3 separate regions of the Arabidopsis thaliana genome follow, and regions 1 and 2 are each linked to region 3. A link is a contact called in public capture Hi-C data. All regions are on one chromosome and are shown on one strand. The core of a region is the stretch at or near the end of the contact, and the rest is flanking DNA. Distances in the headings are between cores, read along the strand shown.

Region 1 (4,508 bases), core at 1,558-4,057, 470 kb after region 3:
AGATTGCTACTGACTAAACGAATTTGATTAGTAAGTTGATTTTTGAGGAATTGGTTAGTTGATTTTTGAGGAATTTAAAGATTTCAAAAGTTTAGAGATTTTAAAAGTTTTAAAAAATCTTATGGATTCTTCTCAATGAGTTGTCTAAACTCTAGCAATGATTTTCATGGATTTTTGTTTACTTTTCCTAAACGAAGTTTTACAAGACAATATTTTTTCCCTCTTATCATTTCATTTACTTGTTTTATTTTACTCTTTTTTGTTTATTAACCTAAACTAAATTATATATTTCATATGATATAAATCCTTGGCATATTTTTTGTATTATTATCAATTATCACTATCGTTAATGTAAAATTTATGAACTTAGAATTTCTACTGTTATTTATGTTAACAGATGAAAGATTGATTTTTTTGGGTTTTTTGAGTTTTATTTTTAAGAGATTTTGAAAGTTGTGTCGAAGAGAATTCATGTCCCAATAACATGAGAATTTAATAGAATTGTAAAATCAGTGATAACTAAACTTTTTGAATAACAAGAAATTGTGGATGGAGTTTAAAAGTCATCAAAGCAATAACACTAGAATATACTAAGAATATAATAATCCATTAACGAATAAATGTGGAATCTGAAAAAATTTTAAATTAAAAATTCATCAACCAATAACACCTTCTTAGCAGCAAAACTCAAAAGTTAGGCGATCGAATTTGATTTTGTCTCAACTTAGCCTGTGAATTCAAATTATTTTTCTATGATTTTGTCCCTTAAATTATAACTGATCTACTTCATATAGACTATTATAACTAAAATCATTTCTAGTCAATAATAGAAGATGCTACGAACAAAAGCACTTAATTTTGAAACCTTAAATAAAATACATAGTATAACGATTTTTATATACTTATCTATTAGATCACAAAAACTAAATTCAATGTTAAAAATAAAGTACATAAATTTATTTGAGATATGGAAGAGGTAAGAAAATATTATTTGATAAATATATCACAACAATTATTTTGTTAAATATTACATAAATAAAATGACACACGAATATTATCGAAAATAGTCAAATATCCAAAATAGATAATAGAGATAGATCTTTTCAACTTCATTTCCTTGCATGATGGTCAAAATTGATATTTTGTTACATGTATCAAGACTTCCAGTTTACAAAGGTGAATTTGAACTAAAATAAATATGAAAATCAAAGAAGAAATAAGTATAATCTAGTAACACAATATAAATAAAGGGTTTTGTGCAAAAAAAACTGAAATTGTATATTGTTGCAGCTTTACCCTTCACGTTAAAAAAATGCAAATAATCCTATAAATTTTAAAAATAATGCGAAATATAGCCATTTTTTTGCAAATTTACATATATTGTAAATATTTTCATGATCACATACATTTGTTTTTGAATTAGACTCTTCCAATATAGCAATCTATTGAAGAAATAAGTATTATTTATCAAAAAATTGAATTTTTGACAATAGCAAAAAAGTTAATTTGCGTATTATTTTGAAATTCATAAGTATTTTGCATTTTTTTATGTGAAAGATAAAATTGCAAAAATAGACGAATTTGAAAGTTGTTTTTGCACAAAACCCAAAAATAAAATACAACAATATAGGATATATAGATCATAGCCTCTAAAAATAAATTTAAAATTAGACTCTTCCAATGATGTTTCAACCCATATAACAACAGAAAAGCAAAACAAAAATATTTAAAATTTGAGATAGGTTCGAAGATGATTATCTTTGGAACTTGGTTTTCTTGATGTATATGATTAAATTTGGTGCATATGTAATTAAGTGTGCACTGGACCAATAAAAAACATTGAAACCTTATATAATATATCTTCTTATGACACATTATTATTTAAATAAACAAACAAACAAAACTTTAAAAGCGTTTGCGTTCAGCGTTCAGCGTTCAGCGTTTGCGTTCGACGTTTAGAGTTGGCACAAAATCCACCAAATTAAAACCATTCAGGCGGAGGATTCAATATATCTCACAGTTTCACTCTCAACATTTCAATATCTCTCTCTCTCTCTGTGAAGAACAAATACAGCGTTTCTTCTGCGATTAGATCTATTTCGATACTCACGAGGATTGCCTCCTGAGGAGACTACATATACTAAACAAAATACAAGCTGAGGAGACTAAATATATTTAGTTAATACCAATAATATATGATATACAACTACATATTTACAAACAAAGAAAATATAGTAGATTTGTAATATATACATAATTGAGATTTGATGATTGATTAAACCAAGAATACCGTGCGTAGCACGGGTACTGACATAGTATGTGTATTATTCTGAACTTCATAAGATTATTTTTCATTTTTGATGTGAAAGATAAAGTTGCAAAAATGGTCGAATTTGAAGGTTTTTTGCACAAACCCAGAAATAAAATAAAACAATATAAGATATGATCATAGCCTCTGAAAATAAATTTAGAACTAGACTCTTCCATTGATGTTTCAACCCATATAACAACATAAAAGCAAAGCAATAAGTTGAAAGATGATAATCAAAATTAAAAAATGAGTATCTTTGCAACTTGGTTTTCTTGATGTATATAATTAAATTTGTTACATATGTAATTAAGTGTAAACTGGACCCATAAGACCTTTTTCATCCTTGTAAGCTTAATGGGCTTTATCAATATAATGTTGGCCGACAAAAAAAAAAAAAAAAAGACCCATAAGAAACATTGAAACCAGTCTGGCCCATGACCCATATAATTTATCTTTAAAAGAGTCTGCGTTCCACGTTTGCGTTCCGAGTTTGCGTTCCGTGTTTGCGTTTAGAGTTGGCACAAAATCCACCAAATCAAACCAGTCGGGCGGAGGATTCAATATCTCAGAGTTTCACTCTCAACATTTCATTCTCTCTCTCTCTCTCAACAATTAGATCTGTTTCGATAATCACGAGGTTTCCCTCACTTCCTTTCCATTGCTAAACCAGGATTTGCCTCCTGCATTTGGAAATGGACGCTTCTATGATTACCAATTCCAAATCCATTACTTCTCCACCCGTAAGCACCAAAACGCTATTAATTTGAAATTCGTCAATCTCTGTTTCTCTGTTTCTCTGTTTCATGTCTCTGAATCTGTTAAATCTGTTATATGAAGTCTTTAGCCTTAGGGAAGTCAGGAGGAGGAGGAGTTATCAGAAGTTCACTATGTAACTTAATGATGCCAAGCAAAGTTAACTTCCCTAGACAAAGAACTCAAACTCTAAAGGTTAGCCAGAAGAAACTCAAGAGAGCTACTAGTGGTGGTCTTGGTGTTACATGCAGTGGTGGTGATAAGATTCTCGTAGCGAATCGAGGTGAAATTGCAGTTCGTGTTATCAGAACTGCTCATGAAATGGGGATTCCTTGTGTTGCTGTGTATTCTACTATAGATAAAGATGCTCTTCATGTTAAATTAGCTGATGAAGCTGTTTGTATTGGTGAAGCTCCTAGTAACCAGTCGTAAGTGTGGAACAAAATGATTGATCTTGTTGTGTAGAGAATGAACTAGTGTTGAATTCTTGTCCTTTTGTGTGTAGGTATTTGGTGATTCCGAATGTTCTGTCTGCGGCTATTAGCCGTGGATGTACAATGCTTCATCCTGGATATGGTTTTCTTTCGGAGAACGCTCTCTTTGTTGAAATGTGTAGAGACCATGGGATCAATTTTATTGGACCTAATGTAAGTGTCTTATATCTCTTCAAAGACTTTATAGACTTTGCAGAACTTCATTAGTCTCAGTTCAGCCCTAGCTTTCTTTTGTTGGAGAGAAGGAAGATTTCAGTATCTGATTTATCGGTATTTCGTCTTTTCTATCTGTAGCCTGATAGCATCCGTGTTATGGGAGACAAAGCGACTGCAAGAGAGACAATGAAAAATGCAGGGGTTCCCACTGTACCAGGGAGTGATGGGCTATTGCAGGTATTTTTTTAGATTATCAGTTTAGTATTTCAAGTTTTTGCATGTCAAGAGAAGTCTTGGGATTTGAATGTTTTATTTTGTCTTATTGCAGAGTACAGAAGAAGCTGTCAGGGTCGCCAATGAGATTGGTTTCCCTGTAATGATCAAGGTAATATTAACTTGATTGGATTTGGAGTTAAATTTGTATTTCATACTTTCTTTTATGTAACCGATAAACTGGATTCTCAAAATTGGTCTGCTTGAAAAGACACAAATTTAAGTATGTTTATTTTATGCTCAGCTTGTCTCCCTGTACTTATTGATATGCTTATAGTTACAAAAACTGACTGTTCTCACTTTTCTGGTTTCAAGGCAACAGCTGGTGGTGGTGGACGTGGAATGCGTCTTGCTAAGGAACCGGGAGAGTTTGTAAAACTGTTGCAGGTATGACAATCATGTAAATCTGAACCAACAATTCCTCTGATAGAATTTTTAATGAGTCCAGGGATCAAGTTCTCCATAAGCATAATTGCAGTATTGTCACAGATTCTTTATTTCTTTCTAACTCAGACAATGTA
Region 2 (5,007 bases), core at 1,716-4,215, 300 kb after region 3:
TAATAAAAAGATTATTTCTAGAGTTTGCGATAAGCTGTCATTCATCTCCCTAACTTTGTTAACTTTGCAGTTTATTCTTTCAGATTTTCACTATAAATCTCTATTTTTTTTGTAGAAAACTCACATTTGGAATCCCTTAATAACAAAGACAATGCATTATTACTTTAATGAGATCTGTAGACGGTGCATGAAGGACATGGTTAGCACCACAAAGACAAGTCGAGAGCAGCCTCCATGGATTGGAGAAACTCTATGGAAAACAATGTGCGCTTACAAGGACACAAAATAAGCACAAAAAAGGAGTCGGACCTATTCCAAAGCTCGTCTCCCTGATTGTAACGGTCTTGGTCCTCACATCCACTTCTCTAGGCCAAAGTCTTATCAAGAAATCCAAGACGAATTGGTTAGTGTTTCTGTTACCTCTTTCAATTACCCTCACATGTATGTTTTTGAGATTTTGATATGTGTTTAATTGGTTACATTGCAGGAAGAGAAATTGGGAAGAGCAGTCAGTCTTGGTGAGGTGTTCATCCAGACACATACTAAGTCGGATGGTACTTATGTTGATCGGAAGGCGGAGAAGATTGCTCTAATTTATGAGCAAAATGTGAAAGATAGGTTGTCCGAACTAGAGGCAGCTGCTTCTGCTGTCTCTGATGGCTTTTCACGATCTCGGGATCTCACAATAGAGGAGTATACAGTCATCTCTCTCGAGGTAAGATGTTGCAGTCTAAGTCCTAGTCTTTGAGTTTACATATTCTATCACTAATATCTTCTTCTCTATTTCTTTTCAGTCCATAGAAAGTGATTCAAGAGGCAATCATTATGGACTTGGAAGTCTGAAAGACACTTTAGGCAGTGCCAACCGCAAGCACCCTGGAGACTCACCCATCCTTTCAAGCTGTAGAACGGCTGCAGGAAGCGCAATGCAAAATTGAAGAGCAGGCTGCATATAATGAGAAGCGAGATGCTGAGATTGCTGCTCGTGAAGCTGAGTAAGCCCGAGTTGCGGCTGAGCAAAAGGACTAGCTCGAGCACTTGTCTTTAGTCGAGAGATATCTGCGAGAAACAGATCCGCAATTCCTAAACTTCATGACCACTCACTCTTCTACATCGACAAAGCCTCTAGCAGAAACTCCTCCACATAATGATCCATAGGTTTAGATTTTCCAACACTTTTCCCTTGAACTTTGAACTAATCTTTCAAGAAGATGTTTATGAACAAGAATAATGTGTGTTTATGTATTTGAATTCCAATGTTTGATTTTCCATTTATGAATGTGTTATAATACTTTATAGCATTTCAAACAACAAACAAGAACACAACCCAATTGCAAACAACAAACAAGAACACAACAATCGATGACCAAATTCTTATTCAGACATAAAACGTAGTCGCAAAATAGTACTAAAACAGTCGTAAAACAGTCATAAAATTAACGTCAAATAGTCACCCAAATTACCGACTATTAACTCACAATGGCCATAAGTCGTTCAATAATCGTCACATAGTCGTAAATGTTTTAGTGACTATGATACGACTACAAGAATCATACCCACATACAATATTATTTACGTAACCTAGTCGCTAAATAGTCGCCCAATTATACAACTATACCACGACTATTATATACTTTTTGTATAGTAGTCGTATATTTGTCGTAAAATGACGACTAATATACGACTACACAACTTAGCGAATATGTATTAACGACTACGGAGTTTAGTTGCCTTCTAGTATGATATTTTGTTTTACGACTACTGAGCGACTACCTCTGTAGTCAGTGATCGCCTGTTTTCTTGTAGTGACTAGAACAAGGTTCGGTTACTGTTTCAAGATAATGTGTTATATTGGTTTTCATTGTTCATGCATACAACATGAATTGTGCTTAGAAGTTGTTAGATCGACTAGATACAAGTTCTTGAGAACATATTATTCATACAATCTCCACACACCACTCCTTACGTAGATGTGCATCGATTAACCATATGCACAAATCGTAGAATAGAAGAAGAAAGGAAAAATATAGTAAATTTTGGAGACAAATAAAATGAAGATGACTACAAATATTGTTGAATAGGGAAGAAGAAGGAAAAACGAGCTGCTAGGGTTTAGACGAAAATATTTAAACTACAATCTTTAAATCATAATAAAAACTAAATAAATTACAATTGAAACGTAATCTATAATACATATTTAGTTTCCTTATTTATTTATTCACTTTCTATATTCAGAGTTTTCTAAAAAGTTCAGAAACTCATATCTAAATAATAGTAAAATGTCAGTTCTAAACGAAAAATAACACTTTTTAATTAACATTAGCAGACGATGAAATAATTCATAGAATGGCTATTTCAAAGTATTTAGATCATAAAGTAAAAATTTTAGAAATCAGATTTTCGGATTCTGAATTATTCAAAACGAAAAAAATCTAAAGTTCATAGAATCTGTATAGAAATGTAAAATTCACAGTCTGAATTTTGTAGAACGCTAGAAAACATGTTTTAAAAATTTCAGTTAAACTTTATCTATCAAATTTTTTTTTTTTAATAAATAAATAGAATTACACTTCAAAACATTTCTATTCTTCTGTATCTAAATATTAATGTGAATATTTTTTTGAAAAAAACTTAAAATAAGATGTATAAATATTTTAGTCCAAATTAACCTTCTCACCAAATAAGAATAGATGGACAATTTTTTTTTGTAGATATTCTTTTTTAAAAAAATTTCCTAAAATTTAATTGAGTTTTGAAATGAATTATACTTTACGGAACGAAAAAAAAAAAGAAATGTCATGCTTTACGGAGTTTTGAAATGAATTATACTTTACGGAACGAAAAAAAAAAAGAAATGTCATGCTTTACGGTGTTTAACGTAAAACGAAAACAAAACCGACGGTGCGGTAGGTATTGTGGTAATTATTTTGAGTCATGGAGGGTAATTTCGTCCAAACGTAGTTTTAACATGCGTCGGTGTTCTTCTTCGTCTTCACTCGTCGTATTAAAAGCCTCATGCGTTCCTTCACCGAGAAATTCTCACTTCTTCGCTACCAAATCTCCTCTTCCCCGGAATAGGTGAGTTCCGATCTCCTTTTCCCGTTTCGAGAACCCTAATCTCATCATTTCTCAAACCACTTATCTGTCTCCTTCCTCGAATTTTCTAGATCTGAGCTTCTTCTTTGACTATTCACCGATCCGGATCTAAAAAGGTGTTTCCTCAATTTGTTAAACCAGATATGAGGTCAATGGATCGATTTGGGATCTGGGTTTTGGCGATTTTGTTAGTGATTCAATCAAGTTTTGGGTTTTACCTTCCTGGAAGCTATCCACATAAGTATGAAGTTGGTGATTACTTGAACGTGAAGGTGAATTCACTTACTTCTATAGAAACAGAAATGCCTTTTAGCTATTATAGTTTACCCTTTTGTAAACCCAGTGAAGGAATTAAGGATAGTGCTGAGAATTTAGGTGAACTTCTTATGGGAGATCGGATTGAGAATTCGCCTTATAGGTTTAGAATGTTTAAGAATGAGAGTGAGATCTTTCTTTGTCAGACTGATAAATTGTCTGCTGATAGTTTGAAGCTTTTGAAGAAGAGGATTGATGAGATGTATCAAGTTAATCCTATGCTTGACAATTTACCGGCGATTCGGTATACTAAGAGAGATGGGTATGTTTTGAGGTGGACTGGTTATCCTGTTGGGATTAAGGTTCAGGATGTTTATTATGTTTTTAATCATTTGAAGTTTAAGGTTCTTGTTCATAAGTATGAAGAAGCTGCTAATGTGGCTCGTGTGATGGGTACTGGTGATGCCGCTGAGGTCATTCCGACTATTGGGAAGAAAGATTCTGATGTCCCTGGTTATATGGTTGTTGGGTTTGAGGTTGTTCCTTGTAGCTTTGCTCATAATGGTGAATCTACGAAGAAGTTGAAAATGTATGAGAGATATACTACTCCGATTAAATGTGATTCCACTAGGGTGTCTATGTCTGTTAAGGAAGGTCAGTCTATTGTCTTCTCTTATGAAGTCAGTTTTGAGGAGAGTGACATCAAATGGCCATCTAGATGGGATGCGTACTTGAAGATGGAGGGTTCGAAGGTTCATTGGTTCTCAATCTTGAACTCTCTTATGGTAATCACTTTCTTGGCTGGTATTGTTCTGGTGATATTCTTGAGAACTGTTAGGCGGGATTTGACTCGTTATGAGGAGCTTGACAAGGAGGCTCAAGCTCAGATGAACGAAGAGTTGTCTGGATGGAAGCTTGTTGTGGGTGATGTTTTCCGTGCTCCATCAAATGCCTCGCTATTGTGTGTCATGGTTGGTGACGGAGTTCAGATTCTTGGCATGGCTGTTGTTACCATTTTGTTTGCTGCTCTAGGGTTCATGTCACCGGCTTCACGTGGAACACTTATTACTGGTATGCTCTTCTTCTACATGATTCTTGGCATTGCAGCTGGTTATGTTTCTGTTCGTCTTTGGAGGACAATTGGTTGTGGCGAACACCGTGGATGGATGTCTGTCGCATGGAAAGCTGCTTGCTTTTTCCCGGGTATTGCGTTTCTGATCCTTACAACGCTGAACTTCCTTCTATGGGGTAGCCATAGCACTGGAGCCATTCCTTTCTCTCTATTTGTCATCCTCCTCCTCCTGTGGTTTTGCATCTCGGTTCCTCTAACTCTTATCGGTGGTTACTTTGGAGCCAAGGCTCCTCACATTGAATTCCCAGTTCGAACAAACCAAATTCCCCGGGAAATCCCCGCTCAGAAATACCCATCCTGGCTTCTGGTTCTTGGCGCTGGAACACTTCCATTCGGTACCCTCTTCATCGAGCTTTTCTTTATCATGTCCAGCATCTGGATGGGCCGTGTCTACTACGTCTTTGGATTCCTTTTTGTAGTCTTGATCCTTCTTGTCGTAGTGTGTGCCGAGGTTTCCCTAGTGCTAACATACATGCACCTGTGCGTTGAAGACTATAAGTGGTGGTGGAAATCCTTCTTTGCAT
Region 3 (4,638 bases), core at 1,392-3,891:
GGTTGTAAGGATATCTCGGCAGATCGTTTTCGGGTGTGTATTTTCTAGGTTGTGGTTAGGCATTTGGTGGAGAGTGTCTCTCCTTAGTCAAGTCTTATAGCGAATTGGAATGAGAAGCAGTTTTATAACATCGTACTTATAACATTCCAAGGCTCACGCTTTTTGTGTTCCAGTAATCTAATTGAATCTGATCATGTTACTAACCTTCCAGCCAGACCTTCTTGATTTCCTCCGTCTCCAACTGTGATATAAACAGGCGCTGACTTATCTGGAACTGGGTAACGATCTCCGCTTGACACGTTATACCGCACATTTGATATTCGGTACTGAGATGGAGAAACAAAACAAAGATTTTACTAAACACAATGAAACATATATATTCTATGCGGAGCTTATGGTAATACGAAAGTACCGATCTCTCGTAGGCATGAACATGCCCAGCAAAGATTACATCAACTTTGTGTTGGACAAACCACTCCTCAAAAGCTGCTCGCATGCTTTCACCCTCCATGAAATGTGCTTCATTACTGTTGTATATTGGGACGTGCATCAAAACAATTAGCCAAGGTGTTTTCTCCCTATCAACTCTTGTAAGCTCTTCACTAAGCCAGTGCCATTGCGGGGTATACTTCACTGTACAACACACAGAAAGAGTCATGCTTAACCACTCATTTGGGTAAATCTTTTACTTATAAGAAAGAGTCATGCTTAACCACTCATTTGGGTAAATCTTTTACTTATAAAGTAAAGAACAAAAAAGTTAGAAGCAGGGGATGTTGTTGAGCAGTTAAGGTATTACCAAAAGGCGAATAGCTGGAGAGGACAATGATATGAGCAGATGCACGCCTAACAGCGTACCAAAGAGGACTGCTACTTTTTGAGGCTAAGTAAGGCGTAGTGTAACGCTGAAGGTAATTCCTGAAAGGTGTCACCTCCCCCTGTAAATGTTTTACATGTTTGAGAACTCTTAGGAGAAGCAAAAACAGAAGTCAAGCGCACAATCGGAATAGAAATTACAAGTAATAGCTATAATGAATTTTTCATTTTCCTGTCCTATATTTAATCATATCAAAATTCATGTAACCAGTTCATTTATATCTTCTAATCTTCAGCATACTTTCTTAAGAACCTTTTCCATTGATCTGTCTGAGAAACTGTTAAAATGCAAAAACCGTAGCAGTTCGAACCACTCACTATTTTAAATTCCATAGGAGTCGAATTTATGCATAACCTATATGTTACTTGGCTAGGTAGAAAGTAAGTATAAGATGAATCAGATATTAACCATGTATGGCATGTAATCTACTTCATGATTTCCTGCAGACCAAAGCCACGGTTGATAAGCGGTACTACGCTCCACAAAACGACCCCAGCTATCCCATCTCACACCAACGTCATTATACTGATATCTATCAGCATAAGAAAGATCTCCAAGAAATAAAACAGCCTGAGCTCCACTCTCCATGTAATGTTCCAACGTGGATAACGAGTTGAATGTCTGACCCATATCGCCTACAATTCGTAAGTAAAACTGAGTTTGGCTAGTACAGAGCTAGAGAAACAAGTCAAGTAACTCTCATTGAAACAATACTACAAACTACCTCTGCAATGAATCTTAAAGCACAGTTGCATTTAGATCAAACTACTAACCTATAATACCAAACTTGTAGGAAGCATCTGGATGTACATGTGGTGGTGTAACAAACCAAAACTCTCGAGAAGATTCACCGCTTTCAATCTTGTAATAGTATTTTGTATCATGCTGATAACAAAAAAAGAAAATCAGCATTTGTATGTAATCTAACCACCAAATATAAAATATAAACTCAGATACCTCAAGGTCAGAGACAAGGCAGTGATGAATAAAGCCAGACTTATACTTGTAAAACGTGTAGTTATGGTAAGTCCCTTGAGCAACAAACTCATATTTCCCCTGAACCGCACCGTAATGTACTTGGCTAGAACCAGGTTCATCAGGTGTAACCCAAGAGATGATAACAGCTTTACCATCATAATCACCTTGAGTTATGTGTACTTGTTGTGGTGCATTATATCCTTTTGGGACTTTGAAAACATGATGATCAAGTGGTATATCAACCGCAGGCCATTCAGATCGAATAAAACTACTTGTGATTCCAGATTCTCCTCTATATAACAACAATACTGAGCTCAAGAACACAGAGATTATCACCAAATGATTCATCACGTCACCAAATCTCGACTCAGTTTTTTTACCTGTAGCCACAAAGAATCGCGAATCTGAATGTTGATTTCAAATCTAGAATGAAGCAAATCTTAAGATACAATCTGAGAAATTCGTTGTGATTTTAAGATCTGAAGAAATCGAGAGAGAGGTTATGGATATTACCTGAGAGATGAAGGAGATGACATTTGGGAGATTATCGTCTCGATGACATTAATAAGCCCGTCGGATATGTATGAATGAGCTATCGAAGAAGGTGACCACATACGTGGAGATTTATGATTGGTTGAGGGAAATGGATTGGGTCTTAAGCATTAAAGTGCATAACGTAACCTTTTAACTAATTTGATATTCTTAGAAATAGTTTGGTGTCAAGAAAAAGTTTGGACTCAAGACTTCCACGATATCGCTGGAGAAAAAGTTTCTAAGAGCATCTACGACGCAAAGTTTTTAATTTGATTTTTAAGTTTAATTATATTATATATATATATATATATAAAAGTAGGATATAATACTTCAGTTTCAAAAATATAATAGTTCATGCGGAAAAATATAAAAGAATTGATTTGGCTATATATGTCACCAAAGAGTAGTTATCTTTTTCGGTCAAAGGTTTTGATTCAAAAAAGAATTTCACAGTTATGAGTGTTTGAACTGGAATAGTTTTATGATGGGTGACCTTCCGATAAATGATTGTCGGAACTATGCGAGTGAGGATAAAGCAAGAGAAAATATCATGTGGTAACAAGTCTTTAAAGCTTCTCGGACGTGGCATACCGACCGTCGGACAGGGGTGTGCTCATGGGGCTGAGAGAGGACGTAGGATCCACATATAGGAACGGTCGGGGCGTTAAATAGGGCTTCACTCTCCTTTTATTAGTCTATTAGAATAGTTATTAGCGTAAGGCGCAGCAAGCCGGCAAAGATATAATGGTGATAAGAAAAATAAATTAAGAATTTTAGATTTATTTTAGTGAATTTAAAAAGTGCCAAACTTATTACCCAAAATATATGAAATATTTACTGAAATGTTATAGAAAGTTGGAATATTGTTAGAATATCATACATTCTCTAAACATTACTTATATATTTTGTGCAATTGTGTAATTAAAATTAACACTCTTGATTAGTTTTTTTTAATTAAGATTTTTTATTATTATTTATAACTAAAAATGATTAATGAAAATTATGATAATCCACCTCATTAAGAGGAACGTTTTGGTTTCCCTCCCTGTTATTGTTTCGCAGCAAATTTACATGTTACGGCTGAATTATAATGCTACACATAAGATGAAAGGTCGCGGAAATCTACATATTACGGCTAAGTTATTACGAATATACATATTTTTCATAGCCTTGTTCGAGAACATGTAGCTCAGCTTTAACTGATGGCTCAACTCATTCAAACCATAGTCATCGAACACCAACTTTACAAGCTTATCGTGCGTTCTTTCCGCATAAATTTGCACAACTCTTCACCCTCTATCGTTAGTGTTAAATACAAATTCTTTACCCAGTTACCACAAATAACAATTTCTAGAACCGGATTGATTATATCGGGCGAAGGATGTAAGAAAATGAAAAAGAATGAGGAAGACGATGACGAATTGGAAGTTCCAGTGATGTGAAAAACTCAGGTGAAAAAGACGAGTTGAAAAAAAGATGTTTCGTATTTCTTTTAATGATGATGAAATGAAATGTTACATCGACGTAATTTTTTAATTGATGAAGTAGCAAGTAAGCCACCAAACAAACATGAAAATTTGCCTAAATAAATTAGCCATTAAACAAAACTAGAAGTCAGCCGCAACATGAATACTATTACAGTAATTAAAAAACAAAAAAAAAACGACAAGTTAATTCAGTCGTTTAATGTTGTAACTCAACCTACAATCTTTAACTCATCTGTATTGTTTAATAAGTCGGTCGTAATTGCTTGCTATTAAAGTAATTAATCTTTTGCTACTAAGTCAGCCGTAACTAGGCCGAGTTATCCGTTAATCCAGCTCATTACGGCTGATTTATGACACTCGAACATAAATCAGTTGTAAGGACATCCCATAACTAAGCCGTCTTTGATAACTCAGCCAGTCGAAAAAGTTAACTCAACCGTGTCAAGAGAATAACTCAGCCAAAGTTTTGACAATCAACCATTAGGTAAAAACTCAGTCGTAACTTAGGCTGGGTTATTCTTGAAATTCTCATAACTCAGACAAATCTCTTTAAGTCAGCCGTAATGTAGGTTGGATTATCTCATAACTCATAAAAATTTTCATTAAGTCAACCGTAATTCTACGCTCAGTTATACTATAAGTTAGCTGTTTTCTCATAACTCAGCCATTTTTTCTTAAATCAGCCGCAACATATCGTAACTCAGCCGTCCCTGCCATTATATTATTTTACGGCTGAGTTCATTAATACATGTCAGCGATTAC

What was found. Capture Hi-C pulls out chosen DNA fragments and counts their contacts.
Region 1: a capture Hi-C map of seedling shows a contact between it and region 3, with 2.7 times the contacts expected there. The contact joins the promoter of CAC2 here to the promoter of PAP26 in region 3. A contact is called at or near these places in 1 of 26 Hi-C or Micro-C datasets (root) and 1 of 3 other capture datasets (seedling).
Region 2: a contact with region 3 is called in a capture Hi-C map of seedling, with 2.4 times the contacts expected there. The contact joins the promoter of AT5G35160 here to the promoter of PAP26 in region 3. A contact is called at or near these places in 2 of 26 Hi-C or Micro-C datasets (callus and root) and 1 of 3 other capture datasets (seedling).

What each region holds. Positions count from the first base shown.
Region 1 is chr5:13,581,297-13,585,804 of TAIR10.1, forward strand. CAC2 (acetyl Co-enzyme a carboxylase biotin carboxylase subunit) reads left to right here and starts at 2,808. Exons shown (of 16, transcript NM_122927.4): 1 at 2,808-3,051; 2 at 3,149-3,492; 3 at 3,570-3,711; 4 at 3,853-3,951; 5 at 4,043-4,099; 6 at 4,303-4,374. The coding sequence starts at 3,004.
Region 2 is chr5:13,411,706-13,416,712 of TAIR10.1, forward strand. AT5G35160 (Endomembrane protein 70 protein family) reads left to right here and starts at 2,966. Exons shown (of 2, transcript NM_001344097.1): 1 at 2,966-3,078; 2 at 3,168-5,007. The coding sequence starts at 3,240. It also overlaps the pseudogene AT5G35150.
Region 3 is chr5:13,109,015-13,113,652 of TAIR10.1, forward strand. PAP26 (purple acid phosphatase 26) reads right to left here and starts at 2,642. Exons shown (of 9, transcript NM_122874.4): 1 at 2,369-2,642; 2 at 1,835-2,235; 3 at 1,651-1,762; 4 at 1,286-1,512; 5 at 800-938; 6 at 413-633; 7 at 205-326. The coding sequence starts at 2,203.